3 separate regions of the Sus scrofa genome follow, and all the other regions are linked to region 1. A link is a contact called in public Hi-C and promoter capture Hi-C data. All regions are on one chromosome and are shown on one strand. Each heading gives the region's core, a stretch centred on a gene start, on an enhancer-like site or on the middle of the called end of the contact. The rest is flanking DNA. Distances are from core to core; before and after follow the strand shown.

What was found. Promoter capture Hi-C pulls out the DNA fragments that hold promoters and counts their contacts. Hi-C and Micro-C count contacts between places; a contact is called where the count stands out from the background.
Region 2: a promoter capture Hi-C map of fetal skeletal muscle shows a contact between it and region 1, with 6 times the contacts expected there. The contact joins the promoter of LOC100154508 here to the promoter of LOC110261483 in region 1. A contact is called at or near these places in 3 of 5 promoter capture datasets (fetal liver, fetal skeletal muscle and liver), 16 of 47 Hi-C or Micro-C datasets (alveolar macrophages, blood, differentiating spermatogonia and 12 more) and 2 of 2 datasets of contacts at active chromatin or transcription factors (alveolar macrophages and skeletal muscle).
Region 3: a Hi-C map of skeletal muscle shows a contact between it and region 1, with 8 times the contacts expected there. The contact joins the promoter of LOC110261671 here to the promoter of LOC110261483 in region 1. A contact is called at or near these places in 2 of 5 promoter capture datasets (fetal liver and fetal skeletal muscle), 15 of 47 Hi-C or Micro-C datasets (alveolar macrophages, blood, differentiating spermatogonia and 11 more) and 1 of 2 datasets of contacts at active chromatin or transcription factors (skeletal muscle).

Annotation. Positions count from the first base shown.
Region 1 is chr7:20,728,917-20,732,361 of Sscrofa11.1, reverse strand. LOC110261483 (histone H2A type 1) reads left to right here and starts at 1,896. Exons shown (of 1, transcript XM_021098433.1): 1 at 1,896-2,422. The coding sequence starts at 1,973. The coding sequence ends at 2,365. It also overlaps the pseudogene LOC110261489.
Region 2 is chr7:21,605,069-21,608,513 of Sscrofa11.1, reverse strand. It overlaps LOC100154508 (histone H2A type 1-F-like), which reads left to right and starts at 1,947. Exons shown (of 1, transcript XM_013977504.2): 1 at 1,947-2,456. The coding sequence starts at 1,993. The coding sequence ends at 2,385. LOC100525821 reads left to right here. Exons shown (of 4, transcript XM_021099852.1): 3 at 1,248-1,259. LOC100621915 (histone H2B type 1-N) reads right to left here and starts at 1,760. Exons shown (of 2, transcript XM_013977505.2): 1 at 1,276-1,760. The coding sequence starts at 1,678.
Region 3 is chr7:21,580,971-21,584,415 of Sscrofa11.1, reverse strand. It overlaps LOC110261671 (histone H2B type 1-H-like), which reads left to right and starts at 1,894. Exons shown (of 2, transcript XM_021099844.1): 1 at 1,894-2,131; 2 at 2,134-2,373. The coding sequence starts at 1,942. The coding sequence ends at 2,321. LOC100157763 (histone H2A type 1-H) reads right to left here and starts at 1,681. Exons shown (of 1, transcript XM_001928557.5): 1 at 864-1,681. The coding sequence starts at 1,629. The coding sequence ends at 1,243.

The DNA.
Region 1 (3,445 bases), core at 647-3,146:
AGGCACTGAGACAGTGATTACTGATGTTTATTGCTATTGTTGATGGTGAAGATAATGATAAAAACTAAAAAGGAAGTTGAATGTTGTTAAAAACCATAGAAGTCAGAAGACTTGAGAGAAGGTAAAAAAGAAACAGAAAATGAACATCTTTACTTTCCTGTCTGGTTGCCTGGATGAAAACATGGGCCTCTTACAGAATTGGCTTAGTAGTAATTTTTCTCACATACAGGTTCTTGTTCCTTTTACTATCCTGTTTGACATCAGCAGACTTTGAGGCTTCCACCCTTAAAAATTCCTGAAATAGGAAGCTCCTGTTGTGGCTCAGCGGTAATGAGCCTAGCTAGTATCCATGAAGACACAGGTTCCATCCTGGCCTGCCTCAGTGGGTTAAGGATACAGTGTTGCCCTGAGCTGTGGGGTAGGTCACAGAAGTGGCTTGGATCTAGCATTGCTGTGCCTGTGGCATAGGCTGGCAGCTGCAGCTCCAATTCAACCCATAGCCTGGGAACTTCCATATGCCGTGGGTGTGGCCCTAAAAAAAAAAAAAGTCATGAAATAATAATTTGCCTCCATCTGGACCCCATTTATGAGACTGACGCGCTGCTACTGTGCTAAGAAGTCACTGACAGGACCCCATTTATTTCTATCTCATGTATCATTAAGAGAAAAAAGAGTTTTGTTCATAACCTCTCTTGATTTTCTGATGGTTTAAGACCAGACAGACTCTACAGTAATATTAGTATAATGTTTAATAATACATATGTTAATCTCTCTCTCTCTCTCTTTTTTTTTTTAGTGCTACATGTGCAGCATATGGAAGTTTCCAGGCTACCGGTCGAATTAGAGCTACAGCTGCCCACCTGCACCACAGCCACAGCAACTTGGGATCAAGCTGGGTCTGCGACCAACACTGAAGCTCAGGGCCTGACCCACTGAGAGAGGCAAGGTTGGACTCCACATCCTCATGGTCGGATTTGTTTCCGCTGCTCCAAATGGGAACTCCATCGTTAATCTCATTTTGAGTACTTCTGTGCTATGTGTTTGTTCCCTTATTTCCTAAAAGTCCCAAGACTTCATGTACTTATGTGCTGCAAAGTTCTCAGCCTTCTAAGAGCAAGAGGTCCAGTGTAGGAAGATGGAGTTTACTGAAGTACTTACAATACGGTATTTGGCATGAAAGTGAGAAAATGAGGGTAAGACGGTTGGCAGTGGCACTGGGGAATGATGACGACTTTCTCAGTTCAGAGTCCTTGGTCCCATTAACTCAGGTTTACTTTGGACAAAGTGAACAAACTGAGTCTTTCTGTTTCAAAATCTCTAAGACGAGGATAGTGTTTACTGTGCGTACCTTCCAGGATCATATATCGTCTAAAGGCGGTAGATGAATAAAACGGAAGATTTGCTGGATTATCCAATTCTTGCCTTCAGTTTCCATTGCTCAAATAGTTTAAGAAGACTTGGACCAGGACAAAGAATTGCTTGTTTCCTGTCTACCTCTTTTTTTTTTTTTTTGCAAGAGTTAAAGAGCTGGAACAGTTAAAGCAATGCCTGGCATAGAAGTACCTATCCTTTAAATGTTACCTATTTATAAATTGTTATGTGTGTATGCCTTTCCAAAAATCATGAGTCACAATCCCAGTAGCCAAGTGTAAGAACGATGAGAATAATCATTCCTGCATCTGACTGCGTTTAAGGATAGCACTTTGAGAAAACTAAATAGATTCAGTTGTTACTATTACAAAGACACATCAGACAAGATAATACACGAGCAAACAGAACTGACACTAGATGGGAATGCTGTATGCAAATGAAGGATTCTGGTTCTGATCTCCCATTGGTTATTTAATAATAGCCAATGGGAGAATTGCACGCAGTCTCCCTCCAGTTAGTATAAATACTTCTTTCGCCCTCATCTTCGCTCTATTTCGCTTTCTCTTTTGTTTAGAAAGGCTTTCTGTTTTCCTTAGCAGTTATGTCTGGCCGTGGCAAACAGGGTGGTAAGGCTCGCGCTAAGGCTAAGACTCGGTCCTCTCGGGCTGGTCTTCAGTTCCCCGTGGGTCGAGTGCACCGCTTGCTCCGCAAAGGCAACTATTCCGAGCGGGTTGGTGCTGGGGCTCCGGTGTACCTGGCGGCAGTGCTGGAGTACCTTACCGCCGAGATCCTGGAGTTGGCGGGCAATGCAGCTCGCGACAATAAGAAGACTCGCATCATTCCGCGCCACTTGCAGCTGGCCATCCGCAACGACGAAGAACTTAACAAGTTGTTGGGTCGGGTGACCATCGCTCAGGGCGGAGTGTTACCAAATATCCAGGCAGTGTTGCTCCCTAAAAAGACTGAGAGCCACCACAAAGCCAAGGGCAAGTAAAGTATTACTTGTTTGGCAAGGTATTTTGCTTCCTATCAAGAAAAAAAAAAAAAAAAAGGCTCTTTTCAGAGCCACCCATCTTTTCTACTTAAAGAGCTGTTATGCTTTTAATTACTCTCCCCTTATATGAAGGTTTCGGTACCAGGGTAGAAGTCAAAGCTAGCAAGTGAATTACCCGAAAGAAATCTTTAGCCCCAGTAATTGTTCTTGAGGACTTTACCTGTGACATAACCATTTTACTCTAAACTGCCATCCCTGTCCCAGTGGTGAGAGCTTGGGATTTTTCCTTCTGAGTGAGAGAAGGTTATTAGTGATAAGCACAGATTTCTTTAAGGTTAACTTTCGTCAAAAATGCAACACAAAAATAAATATGCATCTAGATTCAGGAGTTTATAAAAGCATTACACATTTTATCGAGTAGATGAGAGTAAATTATAGATCCTTGACACTCCCCTTTAGTTTCAAAATCGTCTCCCTGATTGTCCACAATATTCGTGCCACACCCAAGAAAACCTTAATATTTTAGATGCTACCCAAATGTAAATTTCCCTAAGCATTTCTAAAATATCTTTGGTTTTTGAACTCAACAAAACCCGTTGACGAAGTTCTTGTTGTTTTGTGCGATTATTTTGTAAATTTTAAGAATTCTAGGGCTTTTGAATGCAAGATTATTGTCCACAATAGATATAGAGGCGAAAGGGTAAATAAGATGACGTCAGGGCGTCAGAGTCTTTTTGGTGAACTCATTCACCAATCTGAAAGCCGCTCTTGAGCCCCACAGGCTCAGAAGTAGACCAATCAGGGGAGGGCGCGGGAACGTTTGAATGTTCTTGGGCCCAATAGTCGGAGGTCTAGCTGTATAAAAGAACGGTGGCTGACTCCTTCTCACTAGTTGCTGTAAGACAAACTCCTTGCTTGTTAGTTATGGCTCGTACCAAGCAGACCGCTCGCAAGTCCACCGGCGGCAAGGCGCCGCGCAAGCAGCTGGCCACCAAGGCGGCCCGCAAGAGCGCGCCCGCCACCGGCGGCGTGAAGAAGCCGCACCGCTACCGGCCCGGCACGGTGGCCCTGCGCGAGATC
Region 2 (3,445 bases), core at 698-3,197, 880 kb before region 1:
CTTGGCACATTGCAAAATAAAAATATTAGGTCACATATACTTTCTTATGCAATTTGAACAAATGGTAAATTTTGAATCAAGTGGTCAGTTGGTAAAATAACACTTCTTTTGGATGGACTTCCAGGTTTTTCCCGGGAGAGACAAACTAGTTTTAAATATGCCATTCTTAAGGGCCTAAAATGAAGAGATGGGATCCTGACTTCTTGATTTTAAGATAGGGGAACAGCTCTTCTTCTTCTGTACTATTTTAAAATTTTTATTACAATCAGTAGAGGAACAGTAAATCCAAGGGACATGCAGAGAAAAAAAACACAGTAGGGAGTAGGACCTAATCCCTCCCTTACAGAGAAATTTCACTCAGAGAAATTAGGGTGTGGAGAAAATGATGAGTTCTTTCCACAAAGCCGCAGGGAGGGCCCTGAATTCTCCCAGTTAGGCTTAATTCACAAAGGGAAACCGTTGTAAGCTTCAAATTGCGAGCGCAGCATCTGGATTGGCTACCAATCCAAGGTGGAACTTGATAGATGCGTGCGAAGATCTGAACTGGGTTCTCACTTCCATTTCTTTCTTTACTACCTTTCCAACTTGCTATTCGGCAAATCCAAACTCATGGAAAAGAGCCGGCATCTCTCGCCAAAGAAAAATATGGGGAAAAAAACAAACAAACAAAAATGATTGTACCTTTCTGCTGTGTGCCAAGCGCTTTAGTCAGGTACGTTTAAGTTCAAATTAAAGATGGAGCTCTCAAGGGATTGTTCACGAAAGCTTTTGCCAGGGTGATATTTTAAAAGGCGAGAGGGTTTTGTTTTAGGAAACGGTATTTTGGAAATTCCCATCGCGGCACAGCTAAAACGAATTCGACTAGGAACCATGACGTTACGGCTCGATCCCTGGCCTCGCTCAGTGGGTTAAGGATCCTGCGTTGCTGTGGCGTAGGCGAGCGGCTACAACTGATTCAACCCCTAGTCTGGGAAGCTCCACACACCACGAGGATGCGGCCCTAAAAAGCAAACAAAAAACTATTTTGTTTCCTTTACTACACTTGTCTATCATGCACCTGATCCTTCTCGACATAAACATTTAACACAATATTGAGCGTTGCTGCAGCGCCACCTACATCTTAGTGGAAGTAACTTCTAACAAGATCAAAAAAAAAAAGCGGAAATTGCTTCTTTGCAGCAAATAAAAAAAACCTCTGTATAAAGTGAGTGCCAGGTCTCTTTAGAAGACTGAGTGGCTCTGAAAAGAGCCTTTGTGATGTGGGACGAGCCTTACCAGTCGCTCCGCTGCAGGCTGGCTCACTTGGAGCTGGTGTACTTGGTGACAGCCTTGGTGCCCTCGGACACGGCGTGCTTGGCCAGCTCCCCGGGCAGCAGCAGCGCACGGCCGTCTGGATCTCCCGGGACGTGATGGTCGAGCGCTTGTTGTAATGCGCCAGCCGCGAGGCCTCGCCGGCAATGCGCTCAAAGATGTCGTTGACGAAGGAGTTCATGATGCCCATGGCCTTGGACGAGATGCCGGTGTCGGGGTGGACCTGCTTCAGCACCTTGTACACGTACACCGAGTAGCTCTCCTTGCGGCTGCGTTTACGCTTCTTGCCATCCTTCTTCTGCGCCTTGGTCACCGCCTTCTTGGAGCCCTTCTTTGGGGCCGGAGCGGACTTGGAGGGCTCAGGCATAGTCAGGAATCAATCTGCGAACAACCCAAAGGTAAAAGGAAAGAGAATGAGACCGTCTGCTCCGTTCTCAGCTTCTTATACAAAGGAGGCAGCGAGCAAAGTCATGATTGGTGGTGAATCGTGGACACGTCACTTGATAGTTTTGACCAATCAAAATAAGTGTATTTCAAAGCTAGGATTTCATTGGGTTAAGAAAAACTGCGGCTTTGGCCAATGGCACACTTTCATTTTCGCGCCCTGTAAAGACTATAAATGGTAGCACTTACTGTATAGCTCCACAACTTATTGTACCGGTTGTGTTTATTTCATTGATCATGTCTGGACGGGGTAAGCAAGGTGGTAAAACTCGCGCCAAGGCTAAAACGCGCTCTTCCCGAGCCGGACTTCAGTTCCCAGTGGGAAGAGTTCACCGTCTGCTCCGCAAAGGAAATTATTCCGAGCGGGTTGGCGCCGGCGCGCCAGTGTATTTGGCTGCTGTGCTGGAGTACTTGACAGCTGAGATCCTGGAGCTGGCGGGCAACGCGGCCCGCGACAACAAGAAGACGCGCATTATTCCGCGGCACTTGCAGCTGGCCATCCGCAACGACGAGGAGCTCAACAAGTTGCTGGGCAAAGTCACCATCGCTCAGGGCGGCGTCCTGCCCAACATCCAGGCGGTACTACTGCCCAAGAAAACTGAGAGCCACCACAAGCCTAAGGGCAAGTAGAGGTTTGGTGTCCTTTGTAACTCAGACCTTCCCAAACCAAAGGCTCTTTTCAGAGCCACCTACTTTAGCAACAAAAGGAGCTGTGCTTTTGAAGTCGCACTGTTTTTCAGGTAGCAAAGTTTGGCCAGGGACTTTCCCTAGTACGTTAGTTGCTTTCCTAAACATGAAACTGTTTTCCTCAGTAATCTCAATTAAATTTAGAGGAGAGCAAGATTCACGCATCTCTGTAGTTCCCCTACAGAGTCAAAGTCCTGAGACAAAAACTAGCACCCTGTGATCTTAGCCTCATTCTCCTAAATCGGTAGAATCTTTGCACCACTCACTTTACTAAATGGCAATACAGTAGTAATCCAGGCAGGTAAATTCTTTGTTTAAATAGCTTCAGGTAGAGAATACATTTCATAGTGAACTTAACGTAAATGATGAAGTAAAGACACTATGGAAACTACATTTGGAAGTGGTTGCCTTAACAAATATGAAAAGTGGGTATTGTAAATTGCCATATCAGGTTCTTAGTCCTATGATGTCAATTTTTTTACTTCCTTCTCCCATCATCACTCTCACCCTTCCCTCCAATCACCAAGTCACCCTAGCTAGAGAGGGCCTTCAATTCTCCACATCAGTCAATGTGTACTTTTCCTTATGAAAAATTTTGATGAGAACGAGTTTCTATAGCATTCCTAGTCCACTGGAATAAGTTTTGAGTTTTCTGAAATACTTGAATTTCCTATATATGTCTCAACTGCAATCACATGTAAATAATACTGCTTGGAATAAAAGTGACCACAAGCAATCACAAAAGGAGGTATTACCTTTCTTCCCTTTTCTAACTTGTGATTATTTGATATGGGAAGATCCAAATCTAATTATTCAATTTTTTCCCTCTTTAAAAGCCAGCTGCATTTTGAGTTTTTAAATTTTAAACAACCATATTTCATATCAAGAACTGTAAAGTAAATGGTACAGCTCCAAGGGAGGCCTATAAGTTCTTTCAATTTATAATAAAATATGTAGTTACTCGTATTGATGTTGACGATGCAATTACTAACACTTTCTTTAT
Region 3 (3,445 bases), core at 645-3,144, 850 kb before region 1:
ATAGTCCTAGTTATGTAGACATTTCTAATTATGGCGACACAAATTTCATGTCTCTAAACCCTGCATGTGCTGAACTTTGATGTTTATCCTTCTACCTAAGCTCTTTTCTGGAATTTCAACATGCTTCCATTATCTCATACAAGGAACTTAGAGTTTGGCTATAGTAATGGCTCACAAAAATGAATATTCAGACACCAGGCCATTTTGGCTCATGCTAATGAATAGATGGTGATGCCAAGAAAAGAATCACTGGGAAAGCAGTGGTGATGATAGTCTGGAATATTTATTTATTATTTATTTATTTATTTATTTTCCTTTTTATGGTCACACCTGTGGCGAATGTAAGTTGCCAGGATCCTTAGCCCACTGAGTGAGGCCAGGGATGGAATCCACATCCTCAGAGACCTCGGTCCTTAATCCTCTGAGCTATAAAGGGAACTCTGGGACATATATTTTTAATTTCCCAGAGAGCTACAAGAATTTTAGAAAGTAGATGAATATGCATGTCTGAATTTGAGATAAATCTGAGATGGGGACATAAAGATTTGGAAGTCATTAGCCACACACACACACACACCACACACTAGCATTAGCAATGAAGTGTCCTACAGCTCTCTCTGCCTTATTTGCCAATATTGAACTTTGTTATTTGCCTGCACTTACAAGCCATGAGTTTGGTGATGCCTATTCTCTGCTGCAATCTCTGCAGTTTCCTCTACTTCCCAATTTCCTTTAATCCTCAAACAAGCTGTTACCTCAGAATTTACCCCTCTATGCTCCCTTTATATTCCTGTGCTTATCTCTTGCTACATTGCACCTTGTTTTGGTTTCTCCCTGTTAGATTTTCTTTGGGATAAGTGGTGTTTTATTAACATTGTATCTTTAACGAATGACACGTGTCATAAGAATTTATTGAAAACAAATGCACTACTTTGTGCCTGCATTTCTTGAAATAACAACTGTCTTCATCATTATTCTTAGAATGAGCTTAACAGCATCCAATACCGTCGTTGTTTCAACCAAGTTTAGAATACTCTTGACATCTCAATATTAAATCATGAGTCAGTCTAGAATCTTGCAGATTCATTGGCCTTTGAACTAGTCTAACACAAATGTCATTTTGTTGACAAGGGCTGCTAAATACAAGAGGTAAGCTAATTGGAAATGCAAGTGTCACCTTTTTATGATGATAGAAGTGGCTCTGAAAAGAGCCTTTTGTTTTGTTGTTTTTATGCCGAGTACTTATTTGGCTTTGTGGTGGCTCTCGGTCTTCTTGGGCAACAGCACGGCCTGGATGTTGGGCAGGACACCGCCCTGAGCGATGGTAACTTTGCCCAGCAGCTTGTTGAGTTCCTCGTCGTTGCGGATGGCCAGCTGTAGGTGACGCGGGATGATGCGTGTCTTCTTGTTGTCACGAGCTGCGTTGCCCGCCAGCTCTAGGATTTCTGCGGTCAGATACTCCAGCACCGCCGCCAGGTACACCGGAGCACCTGCGCCGACCCGTTCAGCATAGTTGCCTTTACGAAGCAGGCGGTGCACTCGGCCCACCGGAAACTGAAGGCCAGCCCGTGAGGACCGGGTTTTGGCCTTGGCGCGAGCTTTACCCCCTTGCTTTCCTCGTCCAGACATAACTGGGAGACTGAACAGCAGTTGTCAAAGATGACTGAGTCTGAGGTCCCGAAACCACAGTTTATAGCCACTGCAGGGCGCGAAAAGGAAGCTGTACGATTGGCTAACGTTTCACTTTCGTTTTGACCAATGGAAACACGACTAGATAGGATGCGTTCCTTGATTGGGTAAAACAGATCTGTGAGGTCAGTGGAGAGTAACAGCCAATCGCCAGAAAGCTTGTTTCCACCTCATTTGCATAAACCCTAGCCCTTAAAGAGGCGCCTCTCTGGCCTTCGGCTGTTCATTTTACATCGAACGCCAGACTTCATCATGCCTGATCCAGCTAAGTCCGCTCCTGCCCCCAAAAAAGGCTCCAAGAAAGCCGTGACTAAGGCGCAGAAAAAGGACGGCAAGAAGCGCAAGCGCAGCCGCAAGGAGAGCTACTCGGTGTACGTGTACAAGGTGCTGAAGCAGGTCCACCCCGACACCGGCATCTCGTCCAAGGCCATGGGCATCATGAACTCTTCGTCAACGACATCTTTGAGCGTATCGCGGGCGAGGCCTCGCGGCTGGCGCATTACAACAAGCGCTCGACCATCACGTCCCGGGAGATCCAGACGGCCGTGCGCCTGCTGCTGCCCGGGGAGTTGGCCAAGCACGCCGTGTCCGAGGGCACCAAGGCTGTCACCAAGTACACCAGCTCCAAGTAAATGTGTTCGTAGGCAGTGTCAAACCCAAAGGCTCTTTTCAGAGCCACCTAACCTTTTTCAAAAAAGAGCTGTGGTGCTTTGTCTGTCTCTTGGAGGGGCGGGGTGAAGTGCGTAGGGCTCTGGGTGGTAATTGAAAATAACACTTGCCCCAAACTTGCGGTTTATCTGACAGGTGTTCAGGGAAGGAACTCGAGTCCCCTAGATTCAAATGATTTTTAGTACCTTCTGTAAGTGGCACCTGGAAGCCTATAATTTTCGACTTCTGCTGTCTACGTGTACAGGTACTACAAACTTGTACACTGCAGTCCTTCCCCTCATCATTTTGCAGCAGGTCACAATGCCCTGTGAAAATGCAGGAACTAAAGAACAAGTGATCCAGCTACAAGATGTGATCTGAAGAGCTTTCTAACTCCTTAAGAGACAAATAAGTATTCGTGAAAAGAGCCTTTACAAGTTGACGGAAATATAAGATACAGGGGAATCGCCGCTAAGGGCATAGAGGGTTTGGCTCTGGTGCTTCAGGGAACAAAGTCCATAGCCAGGCAGTCTTCGGCTTGGCGTATTTAAGTAGGTTAACGCCGTCAGGATCACGGTGTCTTAAAAAAAATCTCAGCGCCTGGTGGATATCTAGAGGGAACCAGGTGCTCTTGACTCCATCGCTGCGGGCAAGGAACCTAATGGGCTTGGTGATGCTCTGGATGTCACACAGCACCTTACCGTGACGCTTAGAATCACCATTACCCTAGTCCTTCCCTGCCTTGCCTCGGCCTTGCTATGTTGAAAATACATAGAATTCTGTGGTGGCTCAGCTGGCTAAGGATCAAGCATTGTCACTGCTCTGGATCTGATTACTGCTGTGGTATTCCATTCCTGGCCTGGCCTCCTTCCCCGAAACCCCCCAAAAGAAACTAGCATCCAGACTCCAGTCAGATGGTTCTCTAGGACATTAGTCTGATAGCTGAGACTCCCGACTTTCCGAATAAAGTTATTCCTTGCCCCGACACCTCATCTCCCAATTTGTTGACCTGTCCTGCAGCAGGCAGAACAAGCTTGCACTTGGTAACACAAGGAGAGGGTTGGAGAGAGGGATCTTTCTAATTGTAACCCTTTTATGCACTTTATAT